Regions from separate parts of the Hordeum vulgare genome. Here regions 1 and 2 are each linked to region 3. Evidence: chromatin contacts called from public Hi-C data. All regions are on one chromosome and are shown on one strand. Each heading gives the region's core, a stretch centred on a gene start, on an enhancer-like site or on the middle of the called end of the contact. The rest is flanking DNA. Distances are from core to core; before and after follow the strand shown.

Region 1 (2,700 bases), core at 18-2,517, 500 kb before region 3:
ATAATTAATTTAAAAGGCTCAATAAATTTAGGAAACAGCTTCCTTTTTTTAAGTTAGGGAGAGGTAGTTTATTTTGTTAAGCCACCCAAAAGAACTGGTCCTAAGAATGTGTATTCCAAACTTCAATGGTTTATAATTTTATTTTGCGGCCTTTTGCATAAATGATTATAGCACCAACTTATGCACCTGTAATATATAAATGACTATAGCACCAAGTTATGCAATCTGTAATGTATAAAAGATAAAACATAGAATCCTGAATGGTATATTAGGTTCATATAATTGATCATAAGTTGATTTTTGTTTTACCGAGGATCATAACTTATAATTGTTCGACATATGAAATGACTAATCAAAGTGGCAACATCTAATAGAAACCGAGGGTATATTCTGTTTTACTAATACCAATTCATCCTAAATAAATCCACACCAATACTACTAATACCAATGCCTCAAAAATAAAAGTTTATTTTGCAGGTGAAATAAAATAATATTTTACCAACAAACAACTCTGAGGCTGGTTGTAATGGTGAGTATCATGTACTAGTATCATGCATATGATACTAGTGTGTGATACTACATCCGTAATGCGTAGTATCATGTGCTAGTATCATAGAAGAGTTTATTTATTGTCATGCATGACACATAGTAGCACAATATTTAATATGATACGGTATCATAATATGATACTCAATCATCTCTTTCTTTATTTCATTTCATGCCATCTCATCAAATATGACTACTCCCTCCGTTCCTAAATATAAGTTTTTTAAGCGATTTCACTAAGGGTCTACATACGGAGCAAAATGATTGAATCTATACTCTAAAGTATGTCTATATACATCCGTATGTAGTCCACTAGTGAAATCTTTACAAAAACTTATATTTAGGAACGGAGGGAGTAGTTGGCATGCATGATACTACTTATAATACTTTCGTTACGACCAGCCTGGTGCACCTCCATAGAATTGAATCGTAGACAACAATCCAGGAATTATCCAAAAGGATGTAATGAGATCACATTAGATGGATAGAAAACAATATAAAAAAAATGTATCTGAAAAACTCGATGTGTTGACTCAATCTCCATGTCGGATCCATGCGCAGCACCGTCACGTGCTGCCCCGCCACCACAACAGGCAATAGATGCCCCTGCCGTGGTGGGAAATTTGAGTCTCGGAGCATCTGATCGATGGGTCAGGGCTGACGTACAATAGGGAAATACCTATATCTCATTTACAGCGAGTAGACGGGAGCTCCTATACAGCGCCTTAAGCGCTGGTCTCGCAAACTGACGCCTGCAGAGCTCCTTCTCATGGGCCGGCCCATGTTAAATGTGTTGTTCCTTAAAAAAGTTCACCGATTTTCAAAATATATTTATGTATTTTTTAAAAGTTTAAAGAATTCGAAAAAATATTGATTTTCAAAAAAAGTTCACCAGTTTTTCAAACAGTTCACTGATTTATAAAAAAACACGAATTTTAAATTATGTTCTCCGACTTTCAAAAATGTTCCGTTTTCAAAAAATAAATCAGCGACTTTTAGAAAATTTCATTGATTTGGAAAAAAGTTCACGGGCTAAAATACAGATCGGATCTCTAAACGGGCCGGGCCATGCGAAGTGCTGCAGGCGCCGGTTAGCAAAATTTGCCTTTAACCGGCGCCTCTGACGCTAAATAGGGTTTCTCCTTCTGTCTCGCCTGAAACTTTTCTCCAATTTTGTAGCTACTGAGCCGGCCCATTTGGTTCTTCACGTGAAACGAGCGAGGCGACTTTCCATGGTTGAGGTTTGATACAGATTTATTTTTATTCTTATTTTCGTTTTATTTTAGTTTTCATTTCTGCCTTCTCTGTTCCTTCAACGGTTTTCTTCATTTTTCTGTTTTTCTTCATTTTCCACATGTTTTTTTGGTTGAGGTAGTCATCTTTTTTTGTTCATTTTCTTTGTATCTTTCTTGGTTTTTTTCCTTTTCTTTATTTCTTTCTTCATTTTTGTTTCTTTCTTTCTTGGTTTTCGTCAGTTTTCTTCCTTCTTCATTTTTTATTTCTCCGTTTACTCATTTTTCATTTTATTACTTTTATTTGATTCAATTTTTATACATGTTTAACATTTTTAAATACATAACTAATACTGTATGAAAACTTATATTTTTATGTCTAGTTTTCTCCATACACATTGTACATTTTTGGTATATATTCATAACATTTTATGTTCCATGTCTAACATTTTTTTTGATATATAACTAATTTTTTAATAGATAGTCAACATTTTCCAATGCACCGTGAGCATTTTTTTAACATTTTTCAATACACTCTGAACATTTTTGCACGAACATGTACATTTTTTGTATACGTTAGGAAAAATTTTATATACATGTTTAAACGCAAAATCAACTTTCTAAAAAATATATGTTTCTATGCATAATTTTACTTATTTTAGATCCTCCCTTTTTCGTATAGACCAGGAACATTTCTTCATACTTATTTAATATTTTTACAATACATGGTCAACATTTTTTTCATACACATTGTATCTTTTTGTATATATGGCAAAAAATTAGATATATTTAACTTGTTAAATGCTTGATTAAGAACTTTTTAAAATATGTTTTCCATATACATTTAACATTAAATACTTGATTAACAGAAAGTGGGATGACTATTTGTTGGACTAAAATGAGTAAATTGCTCAAAACCACC
Region 2 (2,700 bases), core at 55-2,554, 320 kb before region 3:
CTTATAAGTCCCTGTAAACAAACAGATAGGGACTTATGACTTATAAGTTGGAACTTAAAAAAGTTCTAGGAATTATGAAACAAACAAAGCCTAAAAGTGTCAGATAAGAAACCGGTGCCTATCCCGGCCAAAACGAGTGCAGAGCAGAGTAGTAAATGCCTCCCAGTCGAATTCCGCGAGGCAGTTATGGAGCGATTGCAACCAAATGGCTGCAGCTCCGGTGAAGTTGAGTGACGCCATGGGCACCCAAAAAGAGGGGTGAATTCCAAACATAGCAAAATATTGTTCACATAGAGTTTTCCACAATTTGGTGTTCTCTCCTGCGAACGGCGAAAAAGCAACCGAAGGGTGAGCTTGACCCAGACCAGCGAGCAACTAACTTGTGTGAGATAAGGGGGACGGAAGGAGCACGGACGACTGGAGAGGAGACTGACCAGTGTCCGGGAGTGGTACTGGCGGGTGCGGACAACACCTGCTCCCGATGGAGAGTGGTGTTGCCATGGTCCACAGACCCGTGAGGCACCTCACGCACGCTGGGACCGATATCGGTGAGGCCACCGCCCCCTGTGATGGAGGGATTGAGACGTAGGGTCCCGATGGATGCCGCACCGAGCGCCACAGCCGCACACGCGCGCCCTTGTTGTTGATTGGCCTCCGCAATGCCAAGATCAGCGACCCGATGCTACAGATCGGGCCGCCACGAGAGCAGATCGTCGATTTTGGCGGTGTTGGCGTGGACAGCCGCCGTGTTATTGCAGAGCTCGAGGCAGAACTCATCCATGGAGGACGTGATCTTCTCCATGTACTCCTTCATGGTGGGATCCATGGCCTCGATTTGAGCCCGAGCTTGTCGGACGCGGCGAGTTTCGATGAACTGCGCTAGCGCGCGCGGGTGGATCTCTGATACCAAACTGGGTGTTAGGTACACGGTGTGGATCTCTCAACTAGCTATTAGATGTTCCAGATTGTAGGAGTAGTCTCGATTATAGACGGTTACAAGGGAGAAAGAAGAGGATCAGGGGAGAGAGGAAGGAAGGATGCCGCCGCCGGTTGGCCGTGATTCACCTGGATACTCTGTCTTCCCCTCGCTTGGACTTAAGTACTCTCGCCTCAGCTTGACTTGGTCTACTCAGGCCAGCTGGACCTTGGGTTGGGTTTGGGAGTGCGTCGTGGGCGCTCGTCCCGTCTCGTTATGCCGCTTGGTGGGGCCGGCATGTCAGGGGCGCTAACATGGGCCCTCCCACCTCCTCTGTGGTGGCGTCGTAGCAGAGGCCGTCCTCTCCGAGCTACAGTCATGGCTACATGATTTCGGCCTCGATTGGTTCTTGGTGGTGCTCCCGAGCGGCGTCTCCTTTTTGCGGCGCGCCGACCTGGTGTCAAGGCTCGTGTTTGAGACCCAAGATGGCTCCTGCTGGTGCGGACGGCAGCCGTGGCCCCGTGTTCTTCTGTGCCCTCGGGTCGTCGGTCGTCCTGTGTCGGTGCTGCTCTGGGCCCGGTGCTTCGTAGACTGCATTCTCCAGCTTGCCGGTGTGACAGCCACGGCTCTGACAATCTGGATCTACATCTCTCCAGTTTCGGGCTCGTCGACGTCATCAACACACTCCTATGCTTCGCCGCCTCCCCAACCCAACCCTAGTGACATCCTGCCTCGTCCCCACGCCACATGCAAGGCTCGCGTGTCCGGCGACGTCGGTGCCTCTGTGCGGCTCCTCTTCTTGTCGTGTCGGTTTCGACCAACATTTGATTTCCACGCCTCCTTATCATGATCCGATGGCCATGGGATTGCTCACACTCGGGCGGGGGCTAAATCCCTGCTTCGCTTGCCTATGCTCGTAGCGGCGACGCCTGCGAGTGACGTTCCCTCCTTAGAAGCGCTGCCATGCCCCCTTTTTGCGCCCCACTTCGAGCACCCGTGAAACCCTAGGTCTGATTCCTCTAAGATATCATTTTGTTGGCTCACGGTGATGGGTTACCTATTAAGGATAGGATCATGGACCTGCCATTCAGGGCCCACCAAGGACCCTATACAAACATTAAAGTCCTAAAGCTACCGATACAATTCAGGTTTCACTCGGACATATGGAGTCACTCGGCCAACCTCCAGTCATTCGGATACACACCAACATTCGGACCTGGGCAAGGCATGGACAACGAAAGGACTGCAACAGCTAAGGGACTTTACATCTCACATGAAGTGTTGTCAAGACTAACGTAACCTGTAACGCCCCTAGTTAAGGCAACATATTCTAGTAACACATGTAGTTACTCTCATTTAATGCCTAAGAATGGCGCTCGGTAGGTCGTGACACACTCTATATAAGCCGCACCCGAACTCCTAGAAAAGTGTTAAGCACCCCGTGTATTCACACCCCTCATAAGCAACACCAAGGGTGTGTTTGGTTGGGGAACGAGGTGGAACGGAATGGAATGGTTCCATGACATTCCATTCCACTAGAATGGGTCGGTTACGTTCATATGTTTGGTTGAAACAATAGATGGAATGGAATTGTTATATTTGAGCGTTTGGTTGGTGGGACGGACCAGCAGCTCGGGCCGCCGCCAAGCACCAAGAGCTCGGCCGTTCGCCGCCGCGAGGCCCCAGCAGCTCGGGCTGCCGCGAGGCACCAACAGCTCGGGCCACCGCCGCCAGGCACGAGCAGATCGGGCCGCCGCCGCCGTGAGGCACCAGTAGCTCGGGCC
Region 3 (2,700 bases), core at 29-2,528:
GAGGGAGAGAGAGAGAGGAATCCACCTAGGAGAATGACATGGTCACACTACTATTGCAGAGGTGGAGGTGTTTGTATATAGCTCACAGGTACAACCACGCAAGCAAAGACCAACTCTACAAAAGCCCTTTGTTATAGAAAGGTGAAGTAACCACTGACATGCGGTTGTTAAACGTCCATCAGTGCTGACCATTCCTTGTCAGCTAAATTGGAGTACAATTAACCCCCTATCCATGAGGATGTAACATATGGGTCGTCGTCTCATGAGCCAATCACACCGTTGGCCAAAAGAACTCCCACTAGTGGTGATGGTACCGACTCTGATAAGGTGTGTGTGGTGCTCGTCGGTGATGTGACAAAAACAACATATGTTCATGTAGTGGTGACGATGACATCTCCCATGAATATAGAATCCATTAGCTATCCTCTGAATCATTTCTATTTATGGGTAGTTGTGTGTGGTTGCCGAGAGCAAGATCACCTGTCAGTAGAGGTCGGTCGACAAAGGGTATTTTTCAAGAATGTGTTCTAACCTCAAGTGCATATGATGCATGCCATCTAGTCCAAATAGACACAAAAGGACCATCTGATATCTATTTTTACATGAACTTTCTCCTATTTATATTGTCTATCCTTTATAATATGATTTGGCTATTTTGTTTCTTAAACCGTGGGAAATACTTACTGCTACTGTTCTGCATCACCATTTTCTCTTAAAGGGAAAAACCAACGCAAGCTCAAGAGGTAGCACCAGTCAGAAACTCAGCAGGTCAGCCAGTCATGTAGGCCCATACCAGACGACATGGTCCCTGACGTCTCCAGTGCAACCCAGACGTCAGGGACGTTGACGTCACGTAAAGAGGTTAGATTTGAAATTATTTTTAAATAAAGGTCAAAACTGTATATTTTTTATTCAAAAGGTTAAAACACAAAATTTACCGCCGAGAGAAACAAAAACCAGACGAAATAGCGACCGTTCGACGATTCGCCGCCCACGGACCCCAAATCAATCGAGCCTGTTCCGTGCACTCCTCCGGGCCGTGTAGGTGCAGACTCCTTGCCGAATTGGTGTCTGACCTGTGGGTCCAAGCACGCGCGGCAACAGTTACGCTTCCGCTACAACGCCCTGGTCCCGGTGGGCCGTTCTTTTTTTCCTTTGTCATCATAGACCAAACCCTGACGGCTGACGTGTCCCGGGACAACTACGTGCCCTTCTTCGTCCCTGTCTCTCGCCGATTCCATATAACCAGCGCCGCTCCTTTTCGGATCCCCCGCACAAAAGTGGGTGAAAAAGAGCAACCGAGCAACAATCCAAGACCCTCTTCCCCGCCGCGCCTGCCACCCGCTAAGGCCCGCCTATCGGACCCGAATGGCATCGCCCCCTTCCCCGCCGCCGCGGGCCGAGGAGCCGCGCAACGGCGGCGGAGGCAGGGCGCCGATCCCGCCCTACGTGAAGGCGGCGGCGGGGTCGCTCGGCGGCGTCATGGAGGCGTGCTGCCTGCAGCCGATCGACGTCGTCAAGACCAGGCTGCAGCTCGACCGCGCGGGGGCCTACCGCGGCATCGCGCACTGCGGCACCACCGTCGCGCGCGCCGAGGGCGTGCCGGCGCTCTGGAAGGGCCTCACGCCCTTCGCCACCCACCTCACGCTCAAGTACGCGCTCCGCCTCGGCTCCAATGCCATGCTGCAGTCCGCCTTCAAGGACCCCGTCACCGGCAAGGTCTCCGCGCAGGGACGACTCGCCTCCGGGTTCGGCGCCGGCGTCCTCGAGGCCCTCGTCATCGTCACCCCATTCGAGGTCAGATTGCACATCTCTCCTCTTCTTCTTACTTCTTGTATACATACTTAGTATATGGTACTACTGCTATGAGTTCCCAGATCGTTCGTGCTTCCTGTCCGTGAGTACGATGTGTTCACGTCTTTTGTTCGCAGTATATAATCTGCACAGCTCTAGACGATTCCTTGCCGGGATCTTAAAGTGTAGTTTTATCGCTGTAAAAATTGCATCGTTGATGTATAAATGTAAATAACGAAAACATAAACCAGATCCCGGCAGCTATTCAAATATTCAATCTTGTGTCTGCATGATGTTGATGCATTTCTGACAACCTGTCCGTTGGGATTAAAACATGAAAGCTCTGTGATTTGCGGTCCAATTGTGGTCTGCTACTTAGTAACATGCGCAAGGAAGTGGTGAGGCATTTGTCTACCTACCCTGCTTATAGAATGCTGTCAAATACGTTTGACCCAGAAGCACCTGCTACTCGTGTTAATGCTGTCCTTGTTGGCATTCGGCTGCCCGCTACAATGCTGTTAACTGTATTTGACCGGGAATGATGAGTAGTTGTGGCATCTTTAGTACTATCAGCTGTTTTTTTTCCTGACGGATGGAACCCACGGGCCCTGATTTCATTCAGAAATTAGAGAAGTATCACACACACTCCAACCAGACCCAGGGCTGGATACAAACCATCCAGACCCTGCAAAGCTAAAAGCACTGCACCTACAAGCTTAAACTGAAAACAGCATTCAGGATTTCAGGTAGAAACAAATGGCACGGCTAGTTGCTGTTTACATCAAAAGCTAGACCGAAGATCCACAACAGGCACCAATGGACACAAGGAAGTAAAGGGGAAAACGACTACATTGTTAGTGTCATGCTGATAGGATTCCAGCCATGTCAACGTCCATGCACCTCGTG

What was found. Hi-C and Micro-C count contacts between places; a contact is called where the count stands out from the background.
Region 1: a contact with region 3 is called in a Hi-C map of leaf, with 4 times the contacts expected there. The contact joins the enhancer-like site here to the promoter of LOC123448904 in region 3. A contact is called at or near these places in 2 of 6 Hi-C or Micro-C datasets (leaf and seedling).
Region 2: a Hi-C map of seedling shows a contact between it and region 3, with 2.4 times the contacts expected there. The contact joins the promoter of LOC123448906 here to the promoter of LOC123448904 in region 3. A contact is called at or near these places in 3 of 6 Hi-C or Micro-C datasets (leaf and seedling) and 1 of 1 datasets of contacts at active chromatin or transcription factors (embryo).

The regions. Positions count from the first base shown.
Region 1 is chr4H:450,373,373-450,376,072 of MorexV3_pseudomolecules_assembly, reverse strand. No RefSeq gene overlaps it. Among protein-coding and RNA genes, the nearest start is that of LOC123448909, 140 kb to the right of the region's middle. Within about 2 kb of position 1,267, at least 2 of the 3 cell types and tissues checked have open chromatin away from gene starts, as enhancers often do. A contact at or near this core is called in leaf, where this site is marked.
Region 2 is chr4H:450,186,771-450,189,470 of MorexV3_pseudomolecules_assembly, reverse strand. LOC123448906 reads right to left here and starts at 1,304. Exons shown (of 2, transcript XM_045125940.1): 1 at 435-1,304; 2 at 46-320. The coding sequence starts at 777. The coding sequence ends at 100.
Region 3 is chr4H:449,868,597-449,871,296 of MorexV3_pseudomolecules_assembly, reverse strand. It overlaps LOC123448904 (mitochondrial succinate-fumarate transporter 1), which reads left to right and starts at 1,278. Exons shown (of 2, transcript XM_045125939.1): 1 at 1,278-1,797. The coding sequence starts at 1,369.